Linked DNA regions of Ovis aries: region 1 is linked to region 2. A link is a contact called in public Hi-C data. All regions are on one chromosome and are shown on one strand. The core of a region is the stretch at or near the end of the contact, and the rest is flanking DNA. Distances in the headings are between cores, read along the strand shown.

Evidence for each region. A called contact is a pair of places that touch in the nucleus more often than the background predicts.
Region 1: a Hi-C map of hypothalamus shows a contact between it and region 2, with 2.7 times the contacts expected there. The contact joins the promoter of NAA25 here to the promoter of HECTD4 in region 2. A contact is called at or near these places in 2 of 16 Hi-C or Micro-C datasets (hypothalamus and tail adipose tissue).

What each region holds. Positions count from the first base shown.
Region 1 is chr17:62,208,396-62,211,095 of ARS-UI_Ramb_v3.0, forward strand. It overlaps NAA25 (N-alpha-acetyltransferase 25, NatB auxiliary subunit), which reads left to right and starts at 1,319. Exons shown (of 24, transcript XM_060401261.1): 1 at 1,319-1,386. The coding sequence starts at 1,329.
Region 2 is chr17:62,000,169-62,002,868 of ARS-UI_Ramb_v3.0, forward strand. HECTD4 (HECT domain E3 ubiquitin protein ligase 4) reads left to right here and starts at 1,340. Exons shown (of 76, transcript XM_060401254.1): 1 at 1,340-1,762. The coding sequence starts at 1,586.

The DNA of each region.
Region 1 (2,700 bases), core at 69-2,568, 210 kb after region 2:
CCCCATCTAGTGTATTTTAAACTCTCCTCAGCTTTAGGAACTATTTTCTATGAGGATCACAGATCATATCTTCATTTGAGGGACTCTCTCTCCCCAAGCATCCCCATTCTCACTAAGAATTTTTCTGTGTAATTGCTTCTGGAATTTTCTCTTTGAGCTAGAACTCAGGACAGAATTGGGATGAGAGTTTCTAGTGCATTTGGTTTTTAAAAAGTAGTCACCCCCCCACAAGTGCATTTAGGGACCTTCGTGGTGGTCCAGAGGTTAAGACTGTGCTTTTACTGCAGGGGTTCTATCCCTGGTTGGGAAAATAAGATTCCAAGTACTGCAGGGTGCGGCAGAAAATTTTAAAAAACAAACAATAAAAGCATTCCAAAATCTTTGATTTTGGAATAATTTTAGACTTAAAAAGAGAGTGAAAAGAGGATTAAGTTTTCATATGCCCCTCAACCACTTAACATCTTGCATTACCATGGTACATTCATCAAAATGAGAAACCAACATTAGCACAATACTATTAACTGAACTCTAGACTTTATTTGAATTTCAACTCTTTTTCCACTGATGCCCTTTGTTCTGTTCCAGGATCCCAAGGAAGGTATCACATTGTGTTTGGTTGTCTTGTCTCCTTAGGTATTGCTGGGCTGTAACGGCTTCTCACTGTTGCCTTATTTTTCATGACCTTGACAGTCCTGAAGCCTACCGGTCAGGCATTTTGTAGAATGTCACTCAGTGCGATTTGTTTGATGTTTTCTTTGTAACTAGTCTGAGTTTATGGGTCTTCCAGAAAAAAATACTACACAGGGAAGTTCCTTTCTCATCACCTCTAACTGGTAATGTTAACTTTGATCCCTAGGATGCTTCTTAGCAGGCTGAGCACCGAGGAGGGCGTGAAGGGACCTCGAACTTTTCTGGCACGTTCTACTTGTCGCTCAGCACCCTTTTCCCCCTACTGTCCCCGGGGTCACCCTCCCACAAGAGTTTCCGGTTCCTCAACAGTGAATCAAAGGCAAGTCTAACTGGTCCTTCAGCACAGAGGAGAAACAGGATGAGCAGCAGCAGCCGAGCCCTGTCTTTAACCAAGTTTCTCCCCCACCCCTCCCCTCACTTTTCACCAGCGAAAGGGAGGAAAAGGAGCCATGAAGTGACACACCTTGGGGGGCGGGGGGCGGGGATGCGGTTTGAGTGTCTGTGTTTTCCGCGCCGGCGCGTTCTGTCGCAACCACGCGACCATCGCGATAGAAGCGCGAGATCGGCGCTGGCCCTTTAACAGCCCCTTCCCGGGGGCCTGCCCCGCGCGTGCGCACTGCGGTCCTGCGCTTGTCATCATGGCGACGCGGGGCCATGTGCAGGACCCTAACGACAGGCGCCTCCGACCCATTTACGGTGAGTGCCTGGGGCCAGTCTGGTCGCCAGCCGAATGCGCCGAGGGCTTCCGAAGCCGGGGCGAAGGCCCGGGAGGGGCGCTGAGGGGCCAGAAGCCGAGCCGGCGGGCACAGGGGGCGGGCCGCGCGGGCCTCTAGGCCTCAGCCACGGGCCTCGCGTAAGCGCCGGCCTGGCTTTCTCGAGCCCTGAGTTGGTGGCGGCGCGGCCAGGGCGGCCGCAGGTCGGCAGAGCCGGCCTGACAGGCAGGCCCTGTGAGACACTACTCTCGCCGGGACCTCCGCTACCCGCAGGCTGCGTTGTCTGTCCGCAGGTGGAAGCTGGCTCCGGCATGAGGGTGGAACACCCCAGCATGAGGGAAAATTCCCCACTAAAGACTTTTTACTTGAGGGAGCGGGGCCTAAAGGGTTGTCTGACTAACTGTGCTCGGGGCACAGGGAGAAACAGGTCCAGAGAAGGGAAGGGGCTGACGCAAGGTCAACCCATATCGAGTCAGGAGCAGGCCCGGATTTGAGGTTCCCAATACAGAGCCCTGTGGTGGAGGAACAGCTGCTCTGGGCACATGTGGGAAGCGGGGGCGGCGGGGCGGGGGGGGGGGGGGTCTTGGGTCCAAAATAGCGGTGAAGCGACTCCAATAGCTGGTGTCGGGGGGCATGCAGGGAGGGCTCTTCCTTTTTGTAGCTTCTCTGGTCTTTCCTTTGCAGCCTGCCTTCCGCGTGCTAAGTGGATCCCCTTTCATAACGCTTACCTCAACCCTCAGGCTTTAAGACCTTGGTGGCATTCTGCTCTTCCAGTTGGGAAAAATCACGTATTTGAGTAAGGGAGGAAAACCTCTTCAGTAATCGAGACGTTCTGTAATTGGAAAGTGGCCCCATTTGTATTTCCTTTCCCCTTAGATGCTTGTGTGGTCTTGGTCTAGTTCATAGTGACGAAGGCTTCAAGGTCAGTGGCTTTCCAAAAGGAGGCCTCGTGTTTATAGGGTAGATGTTACTTAAATGGAGGCTGAGATGATTTAACTTTTTTGGATGGGGGTAACTTTATGTTTCTGGTACAACTGGCAGTGCTTTTTGTAATTTGTATAATGTTTTGCTCTTGAGTCTTATTTGATTCTAGCAACAGCCTTGTTGATAACAACAACAATAATAATTATTATTATCAACAGCAATAATGTGGATAGTCTGCTAATTATGTCAGTCACTCTCCTTGGCCTTTTATACTTATTATTGTTTGATCTTCACATTTTCTTCTGGGGTGGGTGGTTTTTCCCAGTCTCCTCCCTTCCTCTCGCCCTCTTCTTTCCACAGATGAGGAGACTGG
Region 2 (2,700 bases), core at 90-2,589:
TGGTTTCTGCCATACACCAACATGAATCAGTGATAGGTATACATATTTACCCTCCCTCTTGAGTCTCCCTTCTACATCCCACCCTTCTAGACTGTCACAGAGAGCTGATTTGGGCTCCCTGCCTCATACAGCAAGTTCCCACTGGCTATCTAATTTTACTTATGGTAATATATACGTTTCAGTGCTACTTTCTCAGTTTGTCCCATCCTCTCCTCCTGCCACTGTGTCCACAGGTTGTTCTCTATGTCTGTGTCTCCACTGCTGCCCTTCAAATAGGTTCATCGGTACCATTTTTCTAGATTTCATATATATGGTTACCACACAATCCTTGTTTTTCTGACTTACTTCACTGTGTGTAACAGGCTCTAGGTTCATCCTCCTCATTAGAACTGACTCAAATGCATTCCTTTTTATGGGCTGAGTAATATTCCATTGCATTTATGTACCACAACTTCTTTATCCATTCATGTATGGATGGACATCTAGGCCTGTGCAGGTATTTTGGTGGACATATGCATTCAAGTCCTTTGATACCAAAGAGTGCTTTTTTTTTTTTTTTGGGGAAGTATAAAAGCAATACAAAGTTAACCTTACTTCAGCCATTCCAGGCTAGTCCTGCTCTGTGTGGCAATTCATATTAACAACTTAGTACATAGTCACCCACACATTTTTCTCTAAACACATAGTTCTTTCCTTTCTTCTTTTAATAAAAGCGGGATGGCTGGCATATTTTTAAGGTGTATGTCAATCAGTGTTGAATAGTGATAGAATATAAGAATAATTTTAACTCCCTCTTGGAGCATTTATTAAGGTCCAGACACCAGACATTGTGACTAGTGCTTTATTTTCACCAGATTTTGAGTGCTTATTGGGTACAAGAATTTGTGGTGAATATGTAGCACCTACTGTGCATTTCGACCAAGTGCTTATGAACAAACTTCAGCACCTACTGTGAGCCATATTTTTGCATATATCTTATTTAAACGTGTAAGCAGCCCGTGAACTTCCATGTGTCTGCCCAGGTGCCCACGGTGGGACTCAGGCCAGAGAGGGTTGCACACATGAGCAGAGGGGAGGAGAGTAGAGGAAGGCTGCCCTCTTCTCCTGGAGTAATGCAGACGTAGGGCGCCCTGGAACTGTAAAGGACGTGGGAGGTCACTCTGAGGGCAAGGTGCAGAAAAAGGCTAGGCAGAGATCCAGCCAACCTGGCTGTCCCCGGGCCTTCGGTAGGTGGGCGGGGCCAGACGAGTGGGCGGGGCCGGTATTGTCCGCTCCGCGGGGCATGCCGGGAGCCCCGCCCCCAACATGGCGCCTCACTGACAGTTGGCTGCCTAGCGGCAGAGGCGGATCCTGTTCCTCAGGGCGGCGGCAGCGGCGGTGGCGGCGGGGCCGGGGTCTCCGGGGCCAGGGGTGGGAGGATGGCAGCTCGGACCTCCTAGGGCGGAGCTGCACGCGCGAGGCGGCGAGTGGGGCGCTGCAGGCGGGCGCGGCGGCTGCTGCCATGGACTGGTGAACTCGGCGGCTCCTGCTCGCATCTCGCCGAGCCGAGCGGCTGCTCCTCACAGCCAACCCCTCAGCTGGGGCCATGGGCTCGTCGGCGGCCGCGGCGGCTGCGGCGGCTGCGGCCGCGGACTCGGCGCAGTGGCTCTCGGTGAAGGAGGAGACCATCTTCCTGCACGACGGGCTGATCCGGGTCACCGACCTGGCCGAGCTGCCCAGCGAGATCCTCGGGGCCCCGGAGGCCGCCGACACTGACCTAGAGGTGAGCGAGGCTGCCCCCTGGCCTCCGCCATCAGATTAGCCCACCCGGCCCGCACCCTGGGGTCGGGCCTTCTTTCTGCTTCACCCCGGACCCCGAGGGCCCCAGAAGGCTGCCCTGGCAGGTGTGTGTGTGGGTGGGCGCTGGGCAGGCAGGTGCGGGCCGCGCCGCTGGTCTGCAGACCACCCGGGGCCTCAGGCCCGCCGGGGATTTCATTTGTGGTTTCATTTTGAACCTTCCGACTCCCAGCATTTTATTAGACCATCACCCGGCCCGGCCTTCACGCCCCAGAGGAGCCGCCGCCTCCCGGGCCCTATCTCCCCTCCCCCACGGGCCCCTCGGACGCACTTCCAGGGCACACCCAGGCTGCTTAGCTTTGGGGTCTTTTTAATTTTAATGCTTTACATCTCCCGCCGTGTTGTTATACCCCAGTGCTGTGTGTGTGTGTGTGTGTGTGTGTGTGTGTGTGCGCGTGTGTGTTGTTTATTTTTCTCGGGAGAAGGTAGTGGCAGCTGCCAGTCGGTGATGGGCATTCCAGCAACTACTGTGTGTCGTGCCGGGGATTGGCACGGGGCCTTTGTCAGGGAAGCAAGCTGGCTGTGTGGACAGCGAAGGGGGATGCTGCGGCGGTCCTCAATGCGCTCTCCGCAAGGGTCATGAACGTTTTAGGCCGCAAGGCCTTATCTATGATCTCGGGGGTCAAGGAGAAGCCCAGGCTTAGCAGCCATGGCAGGTGCAAAAGCAAATCTCAGCAGTTTTGCCGCTGGGTTTGGGGGCAGAAGGAAACCAAATATGCTGGATGGATGGGAACTTTGCACCGACTTCACTTGGTTCCCGTGTTTGCCCCGGGGTGGGAGCTCCGGCAGGATCGGTTGATCCAGGCACTGCCCCCTCCCCACCTCCACTTTGCGGGATGACATTTTGACGTGTAGGAAGCATCC